Regions from separate parts of the Cricetulus griseus genome. Here region 2 is linked to region 1. A link is a contact called in public Micro-C data. All regions are on one chromosome and are shown on one strand. Each heading gives the region's core, a stretch centred on a gene start, on an enhancer-like site or on the middle of the called end of the contact. The rest is flanking DNA. Distances are from core to core; before and after follow the strand shown. Region 1 holds the start of Slc7a1 (high affinity cationic amino acid transporter 1). Region 2 has its middle 45 kb from the start of Slc7a1.

What was found. A called contact is a pair of places that touch in the nucleus more often than the background predicts.
Region 2: a Micro-C map of the CHO-K1 cell line shows a contact between it and region 1, with 3 times the contacts expected there. The contact joins the enhancer-like site here to the promoter of Slc7a1 in region 1. A contact is called at or near these places in 2 of 8 Hi-C or Micro-C datasets (the CHK-Q cell line and the CHO-K1 cell line).

The regions. Positions count from the first base shown.
Region 1 is chr4:84,248,502-84,253,177 of CriGri-PICRH-1.0, forward strand. It overlaps Slc7a1 (high affinity cationic amino acid transporter 1), which reads right to left and starts at 2,941. Exons shown (of 13, transcript XM_027413708.2): 1 at 2,810-2,941.
Region 2 is chr4:84,293,970-84,298,975 of CriGri-PICRH-1.0, forward strand. No RefSeq gene overlaps it. Among named protein-coding and RNA genes, the nearest start is that of Slc7a1, 45 kb to the left of the region's middle. Within about 2 kb of position 2,697, at least 2 of the 6 cell types and tissues checked have open chromatin away from gene starts, as enhancers often do. A contact at or near this core is called in the CHO-K1 cell line, where this site is marked.

The sequences.
Region 1 (4,676 bases), core at 1,691-4,190:
AACACTCCCCCTCTGACTTCTAGGGGCACTCACAAACATGTGGCATTCATTCACACAGACACACAGACACATAAGCAATAATAAAGCTTGGAATAAATATAAACTGTGCAAACGTCCATCTCCCATGCAGCCTAAGATCCATCCCCTCAGGGCAGCACTTGCCCTCTCCTCACACAGAAATGCTAAGCCAATCTTACCTGATCTACTGCTAAAATTCATCCAGGCAATAGGCCAGGGGTGCAACTCGGTGATGGAGTAGCTAACATATGTTTAGCATGTTAGAGGCCCTAGTATTAGTCCCAAACACACACACCACCCTCCCACACCCACTCCCCACCTCCCCAGCCTCACATGTGGTTCAAAAGACCAAAAAAAGAAAACAATAAACAAAAACAAGGGCACTGGTTCTCAACCTGTGGGTCAGGATCCCTGGGGTCAAAGGACCCTGTCTTGTGTCAAATATTCTGCATATCAGATATTTACAGTGCAATTCATAACAGTAGCAAAATTACAGTTATGAAGTAGCAACAAAAATAATTTTATGGTTGGAGGTCACCACATGAGGAACTGTATTAAAAGGTGGCAGCAGTAGGAAGATTGAGAGCCACTCACTAAGGTGTTAACTACAGGTCCTGCCTGGAGTGGTGACTAAGAACTAGGTGAAATGACATTACAGGTGATGCCTGTGGGTGAGACGGCACAGATGTCTAGATGTCCCCAGGGTTACTGGACATTTCTTTCCCTAACAAGGACTTCCTTCTTCCCACTTCTCCCTAGTGTTAATAGACACCTCTATCTCCATGGTTAGTAAGGAGGAAGGTGCAGTTCACTGGGCATCTCACAACCATGCTGTTACTTGTTTTTACAGGGCTTAGTAAAAAGAGAACAGACTTAAACACCAATAAATAGACTTAAATACATCAGAAAATGTGATCTGTGGCCTACAAAATAACCCAGCTTGCCATGTGTCTGCTATGCAAGCCTGCAACCCAAGTTCGATCCCCAAGCCCCACATAAAGGTAAAAAAGAATGGGCTCCACATGTACAGTGGCACACACGTGCACATGTGCAGCTTGCGCACGCGCACACACTCACACGCATGCACACACACACACACACACACACACACACACACAAGAATAATAAATGAAAGCTGTTTTAAATTTTTAAATACTATCTGAGCTGGGGGTGTAGCTTGGTTGGTGAAGTGCCTGCCTGGTATGCAGGAGACCCTGGGTTGGATCTGGGGGTGAATGCCTGCAATCCCAGCATTTGGGAGGTAGAGGGAGGCAAGAGGATCAGAAGCTCAAGGTCATCTTTTGCTAAGTAGCAAGTTTAAGACCAGTCTGGCCTATATGAAGGGGGTGCGTGGCAGTGGGGTACAGGGTGAGGTGGGGGTGGAGAGATGACCATGTATCTTAGAAGAGAAATCCCTAATGGAATTAGGATTGTTTTCAGACCTTTAATAAATAGATAAATCTAAAACCAGCCACTGAGGTGTCTCTGTTTTCTATTTAACTCTTGTTCTGTTTGTTTATTTAAGCCCCCCTTATATGCCCTCTAAATTTCAGCCTTAGATAAAACATGATCTCAAAATGCTAAACTTTTCAAAGCTGTTTCAATCCACATGTTGGCTTTCCCCTAAATTTCTATTTGGGTCACATGACTTAAGCCCTTCGGTTTTGTTGACAAAAGGGCGTGCTCACATAAAAATAATAATTTCCATTGAGACCAACTAAAAATAACAGGGGGATGACTGTATCGTGGTTTCCTATTATCTTAACCACATATGAATGGCAAGAAATGTTAAAAAAAAAAATCCCAAGTAAATTACAAACTGACTCCATCACAGCTAGGATATGCAAATAGAAATAATGTTCGGGGTTCTAGTGCAACTTTACTCACCTTTAGGGAAAATATACCTATGTTTGAAATCCCAGCCCTGTCCTCCAGCACGTGAAAGTATAACCGTGGGTGCTGGGAAATGCAGTTTTTTTGTTTTGTTTTGTTTTGTTTTCCTGACGGCACATGTCAGGCTATCTCAACACGCCAGGAAGTGGACTGGAGAGAGCGATACTGGCACCAGGCTGCTCTGCGGACAAGCGTGGATGGTGACCTACCCGTGCCCAGGAAGTCTTCCACTACGCAGAGAGGAACACGCTGAGCACAGGTTGTCTATGGAGCCGGAAGAACTTCCTCCCACTCCACACCATCTGGAAGAACAGTCTGTGCAGGCCGAATCAGGTCACAAGGAAAACCCACCCGAAGAGTCCCTCCAAAGTCATCTCTGGGGACTACGGAAGCGACCCCGAGAGCGGGAATCCCAAGTCTCCGTTCACAGGGGACCGGCCTGGGGACCTGATGGAGTCCACCCTGCTCGCGGCTCGGCTGACGACACTGCCCGGGACCGCGTGGCGGGGCGGGGTGCCGCGCACCGCGCCATGTAAGGGAAGATCTCCCAGGCAGTGGCGGCTCCGGATGCCACCGGAGGCAGTCAGCGTAGACGAGTCCCCGCGCCCACGTGGAGCCCTTCACGGCCACGCGTGGCAAGAGTACCCGGGTCACCCGTGCTCACACCCCCTCGCTGTTGCATCATGCACCATGCCGTGCCTGCAAAGGACCAAGATGGACTCGGAAGAGGTGACCGGAACACGGGTGTGCGTCCCACGCACGTATCCCCGGAGATGGAGAGGTAAAGAAGAACCCTCGCCTCGCTTGAGCGGCCACGCCAGACCCTGGGTTCCCACACACAGAGAGGTGACCCAGGCTTTTAGAGCTTTCTGGACATTCACCCGAGTCGCGTACTCACCGAGAAGGCAACGGGATGCTGAGCTGGGTGGGGACCGCTGGTAAAGAACCGCTCACACCTGCTGGAGGAGGGGATGGCGCGCGCGGGAGGGATCCGAGCCGGTTTCATCAGCCGCGCGCCGCCCTCCGCGGGCCCCGCGGCCACGGCCAGTGTTGCGCGTCACCTTCTCGGCCACCAATGACAGCGCCGCGCGGCCGCGCCCCTGTGGGCGGGGACACCCGAAACCGGGCTTTCCCTGTCGCTTGTCCTTGGTCCCCAGAAGCTTCAAGCCTGCTTGGGCCAGAGTTGGTGGGTAACAGAGGCTGAGCTGTGCCAACCCCCACATGGAGAGCCATTGACAACTAACCTTACCAGGTTTCATGCTCCAAACTGGATGAGAGACACACTTTAAAGAAATTTTAGGACTTGGTTGTAAATCTTTTGTCGTTGGACTTCTTTACAATAATGCCCTAGTTAACGCCTCAGCCTCGCCCTTGTCAGGAAAGGCCCCAAAACCCCTCCCTTTGATATGGTACTTCCTCGCTAGGGCCAGTGGTGGCAGCTCACCCTGGAGGGACTCACCCCAGGCTTAGTACCCAAATCTCTTCTTCGCCTCCCAGACTCCTTCAGATCTCTGCTCCAAAATCAAGAACTACAGTCTATGGGGCTGAAGAGATGGTTCAGTGGTCAAGAGCGCGGACTGCTTTTCCAGTTCAATTCCCAGGACCCATATGGTGGCTCACAACTGTCTGTAACTCAAGCATATGATGCACGGACATATGCAGACAAAACACAAATACACAAAAAAAAGCTTTTAAAAATTAGATGCATATACATAAAGGCCCAATAATCATGGGACATGGGGTGAGGGGAACAGACCATATAAATACCGCCATGGCCTCGCAGTCTTCGTAGGAAAAAAAAGAGAAAAGGATGATATGTGTGTTCTTAAGCGTCCTTTATCAATAATGGGGGTCATTGTCAGCCACAGATATGATATTCCTGTGGAATTAACCAATGATTTATTAATTTATACTTCCCAGCAGACAGTTTTAATGAACACATAGAGGGAGGTCGATGACATAGGAACACTTTGAGCAGTGTTTGGAATTATAATAAGGCACCAAACACACGTTGTTTTAAAACAGCGAATGGAAAAATCACGCAGTGATGAAATGATATGACCGGTATGCCGATCTTGTAAGGAGGTCTCCTGAACTTTTGGAAGCCTTTATCAGCGGATCTCACTGTAAAGGGTATCCCAGTCTTCACAGAGGGAGAGCCTCTAATCTATCAGAGCCTGCCAGCTTTGCCTTCAGCATCCAATGAGAACTTGACCACTTCATTTATTGTGTGTCCTCTATGAATTATTTCATTGCCATTTATATAAAAAAATATGTTTTCTGAAAAATTACAGGCTGTCCTTGTTTGGGACTAAGTTAGTATACTAGGCTCCCACAGAGCAAGCTGAAAATCAAAATGGTAATGTCCCTCCCACACCACCAGGCTGGGTGATGGTGGTGCTCACCTTTAGTCCCAACACTTGGGAGGCAGAGGCAGGGGAATCACTATGAGTTCAAGGTCAGCCTGGTCTACAAGCGCTAGTTCCAGGATAGGCTCCAACCATACACAGGGAAACCCTGTCTAGAAAAATAAAAGGACAAAACAAACAAAAAAATTCCACACCACCAAGCTGAAACTAAACTGACTTTCCAAGAAATTAGGCTAGCCAGTTTAAACTATCAGAATAATGAGTTCCCTCTGCCTAGACCCTTAAACAAAAGAGAATCCTGAAGCAATGTTAATCAGTTGGTTTTCTGGTGTGCCTTCCCCCACCTCTAGTATACAGGGAGAGTGACTTTAAAGTGTTTTCTTCAGCTCCTTTCTG
Region 2 (5,006 bases), core at 1,447-3,946, 45 kb after region 1:
TTTGGCTTCTGTAGTTTTGATTCTGGCTAACTGTTCTTGCTAACTGAGGTGTGTCAACCAAGAGTGTGTTTTGTTGTGCTTAAAAGCTCAACCCAAGAAAGGCTCGGGGCTACACTGGCAGGGGGGAGGGGGGCCCAAATATCCAGTGTAGTCATCGGCCAGCTAATAAAGACTTACTATTGACTTGAACCTGTGTCCAAGCAGTTTTCTCTGGTGGATACCCCACAACATGTCAACTGAAGCATACTAAAGGCAGCCACGGAAAGATAGAACCAGAACGCTAGTACAGTTACAAGCCAAGGACACTAGAGAAGCCTGAAGCTGGAAGAGGCAAAAGGGCTTATGTTCTCTAGAACCTTCCAAGAGGGAGTGAGCGTGCCTGCTGACATGCTGACTTCTGACTTGTGACCTCCAGAACTGCAGAAAAAAAAAAAAAGTTCTGTTGTTTGAAGCTACCACTGTGTTGTCATTCAGAACAATGGTCCCGGTGGTGATAGAGGGAGAACCACTGCTCTCTGTCTGTTGTACCAACTTCCCTTTACCAAACCTAGACTTACAATAAGAAAGGCATAGGGGCCCCTGGATGTGAATAATGGGTCAGACAGGCTCTCTTTGCAAGCGTCAAGGTAGAGATAATTAGGAATTCTTCTGACTTGGGGTGTGAGATGGATCCCTGCTGACCCTGGAGATAGTTGTACAGAGCAAAGCCTGAAGCTTGCCCAGTGGCCCCACTCCTTGACATTTTGGCTTGCCCAATCCTTCTCTTCTTTGCTGCATCTTGGGCCCACAGGGTACCTTTCTCTAAACAGGACATGATTAGGGTTCCACATGCCACATTATCCCCACAGGCTGCTTTGTCTCCTCAAGCTCCCTTGAGTTTGGGTGATTCTCATCTTTTTGGTCATCTGATTGTCAGCCACTTGAAACAGTTCCTACAAATGCCTGATTCCATCTTTAAGTTTTCCCTAGTTCTTCTCCATGAACATTCAGGTTTTCAACTGGTGGCATAGGCTTCTTACGGATGGGATTCTACACTCATGAGTTAGAATAGTTGACAGGACCCCTGTGACATTGTAACCCGCCTGGCAGAAATGAAAATATCCTAAAGAGACACCAACTATCAGATTGTTGACACAGTGAAACCCTCCCCCAACGGGAATTTCGCCCAGAAATCTCATACTGGGAGAAGGAAAGACGCCAGCCAGAAGGGAAGCTTAACTCTGGAGAGAGATTTCACACAGTTTTAACAATTTGTCAGGCCACCTTACAGCATGAGCCAAAGCCCAGACAAAGACCAGCAGTAGGTGGGACCAGAAAGACCAGGGATGCTTAGATGTGCATGTCTTTGGCTCTCTGTCTGAACTCTGATCTCACTCCAGGACCCTGAAGACGAAGATGGGTTTGGAGGATCTCTTTGTCCCTCTTCCGAGGGTGGCCACGTTGAGTAAATTTCCTTTTTCTGCTTTCCACTTTTAATTTGGCTTTTAAAATTGGCTTATTGAGGGCAGATAGCCAGACCTGGTCACAGGCAGTGACCTCCAAGGTCAATAGCAATGCGCTGTCAGAGCTGGTTCTCCTGAAGAAAGCTGTGCCACTATTAAGTGTGATGCCCTTGGTGTTCAGCATATGACAAGGGCTTTATGCCCCTCTTTCCTCCCACAAGAGGATCAGGCTGGGGGTGTTGGGGGAGAAATTGAGACAGGAACCAACCACTAGCACTAAAGTTTTTGGTTTTCATTGCAAGAGCACAATTCTTTTAAGGTCTTATTTCCCTCTTCCCTTGGCTCTGAGAGTGTACTGTGCTCCAGATGGTGACCAACACAGGAAATAAACTTTCCTGGCCTTCCTGCTCATCAATCCGCAGGCTCCTTCCACAACCCTTTCCACTGGATCTGATACCATCATTTCTTGATTTGTCCTTGAGCAGCCTTCCTGTGACAGGATGGCTGCACATAGAGGACATGCCTGAGGGTGGGTCCAGGACAAATGCTCTGAAGAACACACTTCCCTCATCCCATCTCCATTCCCATTAATGCCTGCCTGTCATCTTCTTGGTGCAGAGTTTCTCATCACAACAAAGAGAAAGACAACAAACCCAAGGACCAGTCAAAGAAGAAACAGACATATGGTTGGGACAAAATTCAGAGAAGCAGTTCCACACAGGTGCAGCCTGCCTCGCTTCATTCATCCTATTGCTTCTGAACCCATCTGCCTGGCTTGAGACTCCCAGGATATCAGTGCAAGCTCACACCTGCAGGCAGTGGAGCCCAGTGGGCAGGAAAGCTCTGCTCTCATCCAACACCCTTATTTTCTATTTCCCCTGTGCCTGTGGACTTGGTTTAACAGATGGGGAAAGGTTTGATTTGCCAGAAATACTGTTCCTTGCAAGGCTAATCCTTGTTGGGGGACAGTCCCAGTAGACACTCTACTGGGTAGTTTACAGGGATTTCTGTGTAATCCTGACTTCTGATGCACACCAGACAAAGGCCAGAGATGTACCTTAAGGTCTAACTCACAGTGAGGTTTCCTGGGCTCATTTCTTCTCTTGAACACCTTCCCTGTGAACAAAAACTCAGTCCTTCAAGCTGCTGACTTTGCTTCCTGATGCCTAGGGGACAGCCATGCAAGGAGGATGTCCGATTCTTCCCAGCCTCCTTGCATGCGGATGTTGGGATTCTTCACTGTTTGATGATGCAATCTCTGCCTCTGTTGCAAGCAGAGAGCTGAATTTGTGTCTTCAGATAGGCTCTGCACTGGGACCGCGCCTTGCTCCTCTAGGTATATAGCGCCCTCTGTTGGCCACCTGGACTAACTGCCCTGACCTGCGACTAGAAATCATGGTGTGTATCTGAACTCCTTCCACCCACCCAATTGCCCATTACTAAGTGCCGTGCTCTGTCTGGAAGTTCAAGATACAAAAATACACACCATAAATGGATTTTTTTTACAAATGTATTTCACTGCTGAAGTTTTGTTTTTTATTTTTTGGTTTTGATTTTTGGTTTTTCGAGACAGGGTTTCTTTGTATAGCCTTGGCTGTTCTGAAACTTGCTCTGTAGACCAGGCTGGTGTTGAACTCAGATCCTCCAGCCTCTGCTTCATGAGTGCTGGGGCTAAAGGCATGAGCCACCCCACCAACCAGCTCACTGTTGAGTGTTTTAAGATTTATTTTATTTTTGGTTATGAGTACTGATGGTGTCTGTGTGTGGTTATGTACCTGTGACTACAGGTCCCCTGGAGCTGGAGTTTCAGATAGTTGTGAGCCACCTAATGTGGCTACTGGGAACCAAATTCCTGGTCTCTAAGAGCAGTAATTGCTCTTTACTGCTGAGCCATCTCTCCAGCCCAAGGGAAAATTTTGCTTTCTCAGCGTTTCAAACTCAACACCTTTTCTTTTTTTTCCTTTAAAAAAATTATTTTACTTACCAACCAGTTTCCTCTCCCTCCTTTCCTCCAGTTCCCTCCCCCACCTCCTTCCTACCCCACCCACAGGACCGAATCCACTCCTCAGAAAGGGGCAGGCCTCCCATGGGAGTCAACAAAGCTTGGCACATCAAGTTGAGGCAGGACAAAGCCCCTCCTGCTTGCCTCAAGATTAAGTGGGGCATCCCACTATAGGGAATGGGCTCCAAAAAAACCTGTTCATGCACCAGGGACAGATCTTGGTCCTACTGCTAGGGGCCCCACAAACAGAACAAGCTAAACAACTGCCACCCACAGGCAGAGGGCCTAGGGCAGTGCCACACAGGCTCCCTAGCTGTCTAGAGTTTGTGAGATCCCAAGAGCTCCAGTCTCTGTGGGATTCCCCGCATTGATCTTGATTCTCCCCCCCACACACACACACACACTTGCTCATATAATTCCTCCTCATTCTCTTCAACATGACTCCCGGAGCTCGGCCCAGTGCTTGGCTGTCAACACCTTTTCTTTAAAAGGTGATCCTCATGCTGGCATCTGGTTTAGACTGAGGCTCATTTTAAGTAATTCCGGAAGACTGAGGTTGAGGGGTCCTTCTTTGCCTCTACTCTAGAGTGGCAGACTCTATTGCTTTGCTACTCAGTGGGGTTAGCTTCTCGGGGCGCGGAGGAGTGGCAGATAAAAACCCCTAGCATGCCCCTCTTCACTGGTCCCAAGTCTCTTCACTTCCCCTCCCTAGATGGGAACCCACTAGCAGTGGACAAACAACACCCAGAGCCACCTTCCTTCCAGCTGTTGCTGGGCCCTTGAGCTTTTCCTGTACTTGTTGCGCCCACCTCCAGACCAGTTCAAAGCTGACCCACACATTCCAGCAACGACCAGGGAAGCGTTGCTTTTTCTCACCCCAACCCAGTTCGTAAAAATTGGATTGTGTTCCGGCGGCCCTCCAGAGGCCAACTGGTGTCATTACATCCCTTCCACAAACCATTAGATAGGGACGAGGTACCTGGGAAGAGATAGCTCACTGGGAGGAAGATGAAGAGCAAACTTTTTGGGTTTTCCTTTAGGGGGATTTCTGTGTCTTGTTTCTAAACTTCTTTTTAGCAGAACAGTTTCATTGAACCACAATTTACTCACTCCCAGCGCACAGTGTAGTTATTAGCATAGTCACACTGCCATACTCAGTGTAAGGAAGGCCATTTCCCTCTTCTCTAAGGAAAGCCCATCCCTCAAAAAGAACAAACGTCACCCCATTCATGGTCACTCCCTACATGCCCCATTCCCAGGCTTTTGTAACCATCAATACACCTTCTCTCACTAGGGCTTTGTCTGTTCTGGAATTTGGTATAGTCGGTGGCCTCTTGGGTCTGGCTTCTTTTACAAAAACAAGCTTTTGTCCCTGTTTTATTTACACTTTAATTAGAATTACCATATAATTTATCACCCAAAGTGCAGCACTTCCAGAAAGATGCTATTTGCAATTGCAGTGCCAAGACAGTCATCAGGATCGGGGCTACCTGTGTCCAGCCAGGGAGGCCATCCCACTTTCAGAGGGACAAGTTGAGTCATCCACACCTCTCCCCAACTCC